Regions from separate parts of the Danio rerio genome. Here region 1 is linked to region 2. Evidence: chromatin contacts called from public HiChIP or PLAC-seq data. All regions are on one chromosome and are shown on one strand. The core of a region is the stretch at or near the end of the contact, and the rest is flanking DNA. Distances in the headings are between cores, read along the strand shown.

Region 1 (5,533 bases), core at 1,942-4,441, 310 kb before region 2:
TTACAGGTTCTTAGGCACCCTCAAACTAAAGCAAGAATACCCTCATTTAAAGATGCAATCTATTTCTGGAATGCAATGGCTAACTAGTTTAAGGTAAATTTCATTCAACACCCAATATGATAATAATATCCCAGATTAATTGTGCATTATAGTTTTTAACTGATTATAACAGAACTTTTCAGCAACACACGAAGAAGAGCTCTCTGTACAGTTCCAGACAATAATCCATTCAGCGTTTGATTAAATTCAGTCTTGAAACTGCAATATTTGACATACATATAATCATTTTTCCAAAATTGCCACTTGCCATTGTGCAGTGTTTGCTACTTCAGTCAAGAGAGAAGAAAGAAATTGGGGCAGGTCAGAGCTGGTGTGGTGTAGTGGAGGTGGGGTTAATTTTCATATTCATATATACAAATATGAAAGAACGTTTAAGTACATCATTTTTGAAAGATGGGTTTTAATGGATTTATTAGATTCTGACTGCATGATAAAGGCTCTTTAATGCTGCTGCATTATCCTAATTACATTTGGTTTCACCAGCCAGAGAAACTTTTAGGTTCAGGTAAGTTAGAAATAGCTCATTGGGGTAAATATAGACAGTTTCTAACAGTGTTAAAGTCTGTCAGAGTGCCCCCATTAGCAGTAATGTATATACTACATGACATTTACTAATGATTCTATGAGCAGTTCATTTCTATGCAGTTTGTTTGAAGAAAGGTGTTCCTTTTTTCTTCACAGCAAAGAATGCATGATGTGAAGTGCATCCATAAACTCTCAGTAAGCTGCTGTCATCAGACGAGTTCTACAAGGGTCAAAGGGCACCTGCAAACAGAGAATCCACCAGATACTATGGGCATAAGAAATTGACTGAAAGTGTATATTTGCATGTCCTTCTTTTGCTTTATTTACTTTAGTACTGAAGTTTAGACTTAAAGAAAATTGGCAAAGATTCCTTGGGGTAGTACAAACTTCTGACAGACTGTGTAAGAGGTCACTACATGAATTGTTCAAATTTGCTTACATGATATTTACCCATACAAAGCACAGAATCATGTTCTCACACCATCAAAGGTTTGCTTTTATTTTTATTAGAAAAACTATATTATTTAGAAATTATTCATTAAATTGATTAAAAGTAGTGGTAATATTTTTCAATTTAATATAAATTCAGTTCTTCAAACATACATTGAAAAAATGTGTCACAGCTTTTACAAATTTATTTATTTTTTTAAGTTTAATTAAAATTTCTTGTGCACCAAAACATTTTGTTATGATTATTTCAGAAGAATGATGAAACTAATGTAATTTGATGCTATTACTGCAGTATTTAAAGTATATCTAATTATACAAGTTATTTTAAATTGTAATAACATTTCACAATGTTGCTGTTTTTAACAAATAAAGCCGCCTTCAAGCATCCCTTTCCGCCCAAAAAAAGAATAAAAGTCTTAATTACTTTATACTTTTGAATGGCACTTTATTTAACAATAGTTCATTTAATTCCAAAGTCGTAAAGCTCTTTTTTATTTATAGGTTTAAATAAGATGTCATATTCAAGATTTTCAACGTGACCTCATACTTTTAGATCAGACTGCACATCCGAAATACTGTTGGACACAAGCAGACACAGGACTCAGTAAGCATCCTTTATAATAGAGTTCAATATAAAATCTTTTTAAATTACAGACACTGTCAGGCCAAATGAATAGCTGTCAGAGAACCAGACTTCTTACAGCCAAACCAAACCAAAGAACAGACTGACAGTCTACACGGTACAATCTTTCCAATTCAGTCTAGCCACATTTCTAGAGCAACTTTCCCAGTGTATCATACAGCATAGACTGAGGGGTCCATTCAGCTCTCACTCTCATCTGAATTCAACTGACAGCTTGTTCACACTGCAATACGATCTATTTTATCCCTAAATAACAGTGACATCGACCTAAAATTAAGAACGAGTATAAAAGTCATGTATAAAGTTTAAAGAAACTAAATGTATGCAAGTTCTTACCTTCAACGTAAAGCGACATACTGCTAATGTCTCTGTCCTTTAAACTCAATTAATTGCTCTTAATTATCACAACATTAATAATCCAGTTTTTTTGATAAATCCGCTTAAATCATGGGGACAACGGAAACGCAAATACAATCCTTTCAGTATGCGAAGCTTATCGGTAGTAGTGTTAAGACAGAAGGTCAGCTGATCGATTTTCTCATTCTGTTGAAGAGCGCTTTCCTCTACCGTTCACGCGCTTTTAAGTCAACCTACTCTCTCTCTTTCTCTCCTCCCACTGACTATCGAGTAACTCATGGTGAATAAACAGCGACCTTTACTCACAGAGCATTTATTGCTTTAAGGAAACTGTGTGCTGTACCAAACCGTGAAATATGCTTCCCTGCTGTGTGTAAGAAAGTGAAGGAACTGCGTTCGCGCGCAGCCCGTCATTTACGACACGTCACATCAGCCCTTGCACGATCACGCGCTCACGTCCACCCGATCCGGATCGCGTCCTTAGGGTCAAATTTGTTTCTTTTTGTCGGCGAAGTTAATCAGCTGTATACTCTATTTTCTTATAATACGAGTTTGAATGTTTGTCGTCGCAACAGCATCGTTAAACATGGATTTGCACGCGTTGTTGCAGTATTTTCGTCAGTACTTTTGCAGACAGTGAACAGCGATGTTTTCTCCTGACTATATATGAGAGATGCTCGATGGTTTTGCATCGAAAATCGTCGCTTTTAGACGTGGTTCAGGAAGACGACAAAGGAGGTGGTTTTGTGGTGGTAAAATATAAGTGCAAAGCGAATGTGAAAGTATATTTGAAGTGTCTTACTCTGCAAGCTGGAGGAGGATGCTGTTGGGCAGCTGCTGAAGGTTGTTCCGGAACAGCGACGTGTTTTCCTCGCTAGCCAACCAACTTTCTTCTCTCGTAAACCAGCAGTGCGGGTCATAGGCACACTGCGGAAGTGCTTTACTTATAACATTGTTTTAAAATTGTCCTTAACATCATACCCTGAAAATGTGTTAGCTTACAATGCCTGTTTACTTGCCAACAATTTATTCGTCACATATCACCCATTTTAAGCAGTTTATATTACTCAGTATTATTAATGGCGATTGAGGAAAGTATACATGTACACTTTATTATTATCTTAAAGGAAAATAAATCGGTTCTTTATAATTTGTGAAGTTAAAAAATACAAATTTTATTATAGCATTGAGTGGCTTTAACCCCAAAAGGAAATATGCAAATTCACAAGAACCAATGAGAGCACAGTATTTTACCTGAGGTGTTTCTCATTGGTTGTCTATAGTGTTGCCATGTCCTCTATCAACAAGCTACTTGTGGAGTGCTATCCTTTATAGCTGGGGTACCCAACCATTTCAGCCCACGAATCTCAATATAACAATGCCAGTATGGCAAGCCCAGTGACTTGTGACCCCGACATTCCTCAGAGGTAGTTATAAATATACAAATGTTGCACGCAAAGCAGTAGGCCTGTATAAATTTGTGGACAATGTTTTAGCATAAGTCTATTTTTGGTGAGACTGCCACAGAGATCATCCTCAATGTTCAGTTGTGGTCTGTATTAATTTTTTTCTATTTAATTGCAAATTTGTATTTGAAAATTTACCCTGGTGTTTTTAAGAACCATTAACTAATATTGTTTATCTTCTGTGGGTAATGGATAAAAAATAGTTGTTCTAATAGTTTTAATAAATGTATTTTACAATTGGAAACCACAAAGCGACCCCATAATTGTCCCGCTACCCCCACTTTGGGAACCACTGCAGGTTGTGTTTTGTTTGCTTGTTTGGCAAATACGATGATCTCTTTGTCATCTTTTGTGGAATGAAACATTACTATGACACGTATTAATACTGTAGTAGCATGGATAATAGCACCAAATCTATATAAATATTGAAATTCATTGCTGAAAATCTGTATTTTTAAGCCAATTATACATAAAAACTATTATTTTATAAAACTGTAATTATTTAAAAGAAATGTTTTTCTACTGTGATTTGGCAACATAGAAGGCAAGCCACGTCTGCAAAAAGAAGAAAAAAAAAGTGACCTTGCAGGATAAAACATCCAGACATCCTTTCATACACCTCATGTTATGCTACACAAAACACGTTCAATATTCCTTATTTTTGGAAAAATATTATCTTGAAAAAAATATAGGTGAAAAAAATATTCTTAATCTGAACAATATGTATGAAATTGCACTGACTAGTGATTTGTAAGTTTTAGACATTGTTCTAGACATTGTAAACTATATATATATATATATATATATATATATATATATTTTTTTTTTTCTTTCCTTTTTTTTAACAAATAAAACAGTAGTATTACATTCAAGAATGTATTTTAATGTTTGTTTTATTGCTGGATTCTACATAAAATCATATTACATTAACCAAAGCTCTTAAATTAACTCATGAAATGTTACTTGACAGTTTCTGACAAACTTTTGTCATACATGTAACAGCTGAAACTTCAGTCTGGACAATGACACAGAAAGACCTAATGTACTCTGATTGCTGATGTCCACTTAAGCCCTTTCCAGGCTTTGATCCTCCTTTATGCAGCTTTGAACTGAACAGGACAGTCTATAAATAATTAAATAAATAAATATCTTGCTTTCTTCTGTAAAAGATGTGTTTAGCTGGAAGACCAAAAAGAGGAAGGGAAACACCCAAAGTCCATGCAAGACTAGGTTTCAATTCTGCATTATTAGTCAATATCCAGCTGAAAAAGTTAAGTACACACACAGACACAGAGTTCTACAATTTGTGTAACAGTTTCAGGGGAAGACAACACAGTTTTACTGGAGTGTTTTACAAACGTGCTTCTGGAGTTTTCTGGGTATCTAACAGTGTTGTAGATGGTTGAGTTTGTCGTCAAACACCCAGGAAAGAGAGAGCAGTGTCTCTTTCCTCCACTAATTCTGCTGCTGTTGCCTCCATCTTGGCTTTTGAGAAGTCGTTAATGGGGAGTCCATCAACAATTTTCCAGTTCTTATCCTGAAGAAAAAAGAAACATGTTCCAATACTGACAACAAATTGTGCTCTAATTTAAAAGAGTATGATTTGTATGAGAGAAGTCATTTGACCTCAAGATTCAGAGTAAATAAGATCACAGGGTTGAAAACTGTAATGAATAGATAAAAGAAGGTTTTGGTAATTTTAATAACAAACCTTAATTGAAATGGGGAATGAGTAAATGAGGTCCTCAGGTACTCCATAAGAGTTTCCAGTGGAATAGACACCCATTGAAATGAACTCACCCTATAAAACAAACACAACACCTTTGTAAAAACGTATAGCTTAATTTAAAATTAAATTAAGAAGAGACTCATATTGTGCAATCAACATATTGTGTATAAAATTACTAGTATGCTATACATTATGATTAACTCCCATAATGTGTGCGAGTGAGAGTGGGCAATGATGGTCTCAGAATAGGCTTATACCAGTGTGAAGGACCCTTAAAAAGCTGACCTCAGGAGTGCCAGTCCA
Region 2 (5,624 bases), core at 2,559-5,058:
CACACACACACACTCACACACACACTCACACACACACTCACACACACACTCACACACACACTCACACTCACACACACACACACACACACACACACACACACACACACACACACACGAACAGCAGAGGCACAAACATCTTCCCATAAAAACGCATTTGAGCTTCTTGTCAGAAAGTGAATAATGCTCTTTCATCAGCACTGACTCTGCATTGGTCCACACATCACTATGCTGACAACAGTATGTGAATCCAAAACACACATACAAGGGGCAAAAGGAATGTTTTCTGGTCTTAAACTTGATTAAGAAATACTGTTTTCCACAGAAAGACATTTTGTTCCCAGTCAGTGCCCTTAGCAATCCACATTAGCGCGTTTCTACCATACCATTATCTGACACATTCACATCTGAAACACCTCAGGGGTGTGTTTTCGTCAAACCCGAGAGTAAAACACTCAATTAGACACATGCCTCCAGGACCCAGAAACAATCCTGCTGCACCTGAACTCTTCAGACTTGAGTTGAGTAAATACGAGTTATGATTCCCTTGTGGAGAAACCGAATGTGTTGCCAACTGCCAAAACTGCATGAACTAAACCGGGAGAGGCTAGAAACCGCCAACAGTCCAGAAGCAACATTCTCAAAAAAACCTGAGAAATTTAGCAGAACTGCTCCATGCTTGACCTCTGATACAGAACAATCCACAACCTGACCTTAACCTCTTAGGAGCATTCCTAAGAAGACATGCAGCAAGAACATAACCAAATAATCTAGACTAAGACAATTTTTATTCATTTTTTGTTATATGTGTTATGAGTCCAAGACAGAAAAAAGGTGTAGGTCAAATGTTCACCAATATATAAAATATATACATATTTTTTTAAATGGCACTAAAATTAGTATAACACATTAGTAAAGTATTAAAAATAGCTTAAAGAACATGTATCAAATAAAAAATATATTCAAATAAAGCTGTTAATCATAATTATATTAACATAATAAATAAACTTAAAAAAAACAATTGGAATAATTGTAATAAATAGAATAGAAATAAATAACTAAAGTTTAATTACATACACACCTAAAGATATAAACAAATACAGTGCTAGAATACTGTAGAAGAAAAAAATGTAAAAAAGAAAATTATTAAAATGAATATATCCTCCATATTACCACGCAAAAACATTTACAAAACTTATTAGGCTAAAAAACATGTTTACAGTCTCATCTGATCCCATTTGAGTAACATCTTGTCTGACAACTCCTCATGCAAATCAATTCCTAAACAGTCAGAGATGAGAGAAAGTAAACAAAAAGATGTGTAAAAGTATAGCTGTAAATTGTCTCTCCCTACACACAGAAACGCCTGAGGGAACAGATAAATCATCGCAGTTAGATACGTCACAGGCCAACTCAGCATTCCAGAAGCCGGTGCTCACACACACACACACACACACACAAGCTAGGCTGAAAATGAGTAGCGGCACGCGCAAGACATGCAAGCAGTGACAACTCACCATTTCTTTGTGCATTCCACCATGAGTTCCTGGTAGGAGGCGACAAACTGGAATTTGGAAGCATGTTTCCCAACACGCTGCAGTCTCTTCCACACCGAAGCCATGGTTTTTCCTATTTAAAGAGCTGACAGTTTGTTTAAAAACACTGTCGTATTCTCTGACGCCACCTCCTCACAAATCCTTTTCCTGGAAAAGTTCTCAAAAGTATCCCTCCAAAATTGCCTTGTGTGCATTCATTGATTTTTAAGGGGTTTTAAATCAGGTAAAGAAAAAGAAAAAAACACCTAGATCCCTTGCTATCAAAACATTAGCATGGATGATCTCAGATCAGCATGATGGCATGACTTGTTAAATCCGCCGGAGTGACTGACAGCACTCACAGAGCTCATTCCGTACAGCAAATCCCTCAAAATAAACACAAGGAGTGCATGGTAATCCAATATTCCTCATTTCCATGTGTCAATAAACCTACAGAGACAAAGAGGGAGCCGGTTAGATCTGAATGATAAAGCTTGTTACTAAAAAATTATATCCATTAATTCAACAGTCGAGATTTAATTTTACTTTTCTGCGTTCAAACACTAATAGTCTTTAAAATCCTACATTTAAGCAGTGATTCATAGCAGCAACAGAATATCCTTATCAGGTATCAGTGAATAGCAATGGAAAGCGATGATATCAAGAGACATTTGAGAGACTTGTTTAGCTGTGCCACCAAATTTCATAACACCAGCAGAATGCAGGCAGATTAGATCTGCTGGACCAGTTGCAATTATTTCAAAGACATGCAAGCATTTCTGAAACATCAAAAATATTTTTGTTGTTATTACCCACCCCTGCACAATATATATTATCTATGCATCTACATCATGTGTGATGTCAAGGAGGATCATAGATGACTGCTGATTTGTAGATTAATTATTAAGGTTTCATCATAAAAATATTATCATCTGCCCATTTTAAATATCCACAGTATTACGGTGTAATTTCCACATGAGTTTTAAATTAAAAAAGCACAGTAAACAATAATGTTTCCAGCTTTCCAACTGTATTTAATTTATAGAGTGAAGACCAGTCAGTGTTACTGTTATACTTGATTATTGCATTTCAGAACCTGAATATCTAAACCCTATTTGTTGAAAAATTAATAAGAAAAATGTTTTCAAAAGCAAGGCTGATGGATAAAGTAACAGTTGCATAACACCAATCAAACTAGTTACCATTTTCACAGTAATGCTCTGCTCTAGCCAAAGAGTGACACAATACACGAGTTTGATAAATAGTGTTTTACCAGCATTGAAACAAAAGCTAAGAAACACCTTAGGCTGTTATATTATCAATGTAGAAGAAGGTAACTAAATATTACTCTGCTATTCCCTTTATTTACAATGACAACAAGAAAAATCACAGTTGTGACAATTTTCAGTACAAGTCCACTTTTACTCACGTGTTACTGCCTGAATGTCAATTAGGCTACAATTAGATTATCTGTAGTGTTTGTTTGTTTCATGCAGTCAAACTACTATAAATAAACCTGAAATCAAGCAATATTATTAATTTAAGATTCAATAGGAGCTAAAAGTAGTAATGACCATCTTTAAATTATCATTTAAATTATGCTCACAACTGTTGCTGTTCAAGCATACAGTTCTATCAACACAAGACTGCTGCTGAAGGCGTCTGTAGACAACTCTCCTCCTCATCCACAACTGCTACACTGTCAGTGCTGTCAAACTGACCTCTTCATCAGCCACTTCAAGGTATTTGCTCTCAGGTTACTGGTTAAAGATCCTCTTTTAAAGTCGCAGTCTTTTTACAAACGCCGGACTAGCAATACGGTTTAAGAATTCATCCCACTAATCAATAATGAATCTCGTGCAATCACAGAGACACTTATCGTGATATTTTCCTAAACATCTCGGCCGCATTCCTGCACTCACCCGGTCAATAATGAAGCAGCAGCAGTAGCGGCTGAACGCGCCCGTTGCGGCGGGAGGCGCGTGGCTGCATTCAGCCGCTAGCGAGCTAAAGAGCCGCTCCGGATGGATATCCCCATAGAGCTCCGTTAGCAGACTAGGCTAACCTTAGCCAGACAGGCTATCCCAGGGCAAAGAGCGCCAGCTAAACCGAAATCCTTAGGGCTCTCCGGCGTATACCGGCGACGACCGCACTGAGGAGTTTGAAGGCAAGCAGCAGCGGCGGTTCTCCCGGTCGAGAGGAGGAAATTCCTGCGCTGTTTTCTTATCCACACACAAACTCAGCGTATCAAGACTCCATCATTTTCCTCCCCAATCCCACATTCAGTCAAACATCTGTGCTGAGTCTCCGAGAAACGCCCCCACGCGCCCCTCATTGGCTGCCGAGCCGTATATATTTACATATTCATGACAGTTCTTAACGCTTTTGTTTCCAATGCTCGCTCCTATTGGTCGACAGAGACATCTTTCAGAGATCTTTAACCCGCCCGTGTGTGTGAGTGAGCAAGCATACTGAGCTGACTAGCAGCAGAAGTAATGTAAACCCTCTCCTCCTGTGAAATAAAGAGGAAAACTAAATGAGGGGATATGTTTGGGATTTGTATAATGAAATCAAGGGATTTGAATAATGAAAAAAAAAAAAAAAATATATATATATATATATATATATATATATATATATATATATATATATATATATCAGGGCTCGAAATTGCGACCATTTTGGTCGCATATGCGCCCGAAAATTAATCTATGCGACCTCATAATATATTTGGGCGCATTAGTGCGACTGCAGATAATGGTTGTAGTGCGACCTGTTTTGTTTTTTTCTAAAAACGTGCTGAATCGCTCTTCCCTGCCTCTATATTGGTTCATATTAGCTGTCATTCACTCAAGGTATTGCGCTGTCAGATGACAGGGAAGGAGCTTTTATGACCACAGGAAATGCAAACGGCTGAAGAGTAAAAACTTAAAGCTCACAAGTTTGAAAACCCCACCTAAAGTTGAGGCGCAGATGAAAGCGATCATGACACGTCACGTGGTGAATAATGATCCGCCAGCTGTGATCAATCGAGTACGCGCTTCTTGGAGAAGGTGCCCGAATCTCCATGTGTCGCTTTCACTGCGTGTTCAGCGCAAATGTCCGCTGAAAGTCAAATCTAATACTGTACATATCATCGCCAAAGAAGCTCGCCTTTACTAAGTTTACACTGAAACTGCGGCTCATAACAAAGACCGGATTTGCGCCGATGGTTAGCGCAAGAATCTTGCGCTGCCTACTTATTAATTGGGTTGGCTGACTCGCCTGCTTTTCCACAAACACAGAAAAATGAAGATCATCTCAGACTGAACCTTTAAATTGACACAAACTGAAACCAAAACTTTAAAAGAGTGATAGAAGCGAGACTTTACTTTCTTTCTTTTGTCTATTCTTTTTTAAGGTATATATTATTTTTTTATTTATTTACTGATGACTGCTTTGCAGCTTTCATCATTGAATTGAATGATTTATTATAATCTTTTGTTTGTTTTGTAGCAGAAATATTATTTATTAAATTGACATGCATATAAAAACAGCAGTACAAAATTAATATTTCTTACTGCAATGCTTCATTTTTGTTTGATGCAAACTATACAATTATTTTTCATAAAGTAACAGACTTTTAATAGCAGATAACCTACATTCATGCACATTCAAGGCAGTATCATAATGAGAAATGGAATTCATTGTTACTATTATTGTCATTTTCATCATCATTAATATTCTATGGCCTAATCATTAGACATTCATTTTGGAATTATTGCACACAAATATCAATGTCTTCGCAGCATTAGTTAGATAGTTGTTTCTGGTTTTTGTTAGTCCTATTAATGTTGTTTTAAAATACAATAAATCCCTTAAAAAACAATTTGCAGCGGTGCTCATTCATTTTTGGTGGGTGCTCCTAAATTTTTTCTGGTGCTCCTAAAAATTTTTTGGTGCTCCTAAATATTTGAAGTTGGGAGCACCGGTGCTACCAAGTAAAAAAGTTAATTTCGAGCCCTGTATATATATATATATATATATATATATATATATATATATATATATATATATATATATATATAAATATATATATATATATATATATAT

Evidence for each region. HiChIP or PLAC-seq counts read pairs in DNA pulled down with a chosen protein or histone mark.
Region 1: a contact with region 2 is called in an H3K4me3 HiChIP or PLAC-seq map of embryo, with 4 times the contacts expected there. The contact joins the promoter of ugp2b here to the promoter of ehbp1 in region 2. A contact is called at or near these places in 2 of 4 datasets of contacts at active chromatin or transcription factors (embryo and gastrula embryo).

Annotation. Positions count from the first base shown.
Region 1 is chr17:25,770,186-25,775,718 of GRCz12tu, reverse strand. It overlaps ugp2b (UDP-glucose pyrophosphorylase 2b), which reads right to left and starts at 3,191. Exons shown (of 10, transcript NM_001316890.1): 1 at 2,838-3,191. The coding sequence starts at 2,988. The region is part of intron 2 of wdpcp (WD repeat containing planar cell polarity effector); the gene reads left to right. mdh1ab (malate dehydrogenase 1Ab, NAD (soluble)) reads right to left here. Exons shown (of 10, transcript NM_001355553.1): 8 at 5,516-5,533; 9 at 5,213-5,302; 10 at 4,364-5,038. The coding sequence ends at 4,916.
Region 2 is chr17:25,457,422-25,463,045 of GRCz12tu, reverse strand. It overlaps ehbp1 (EH domain binding protein 1), which reads right to left and starts at 3,808. Exons shown (of 24, transcript XM_073928528.1): 1 at 3,455-3,808; 2 at 1,515-1,982. The coding sequence starts at 1,618.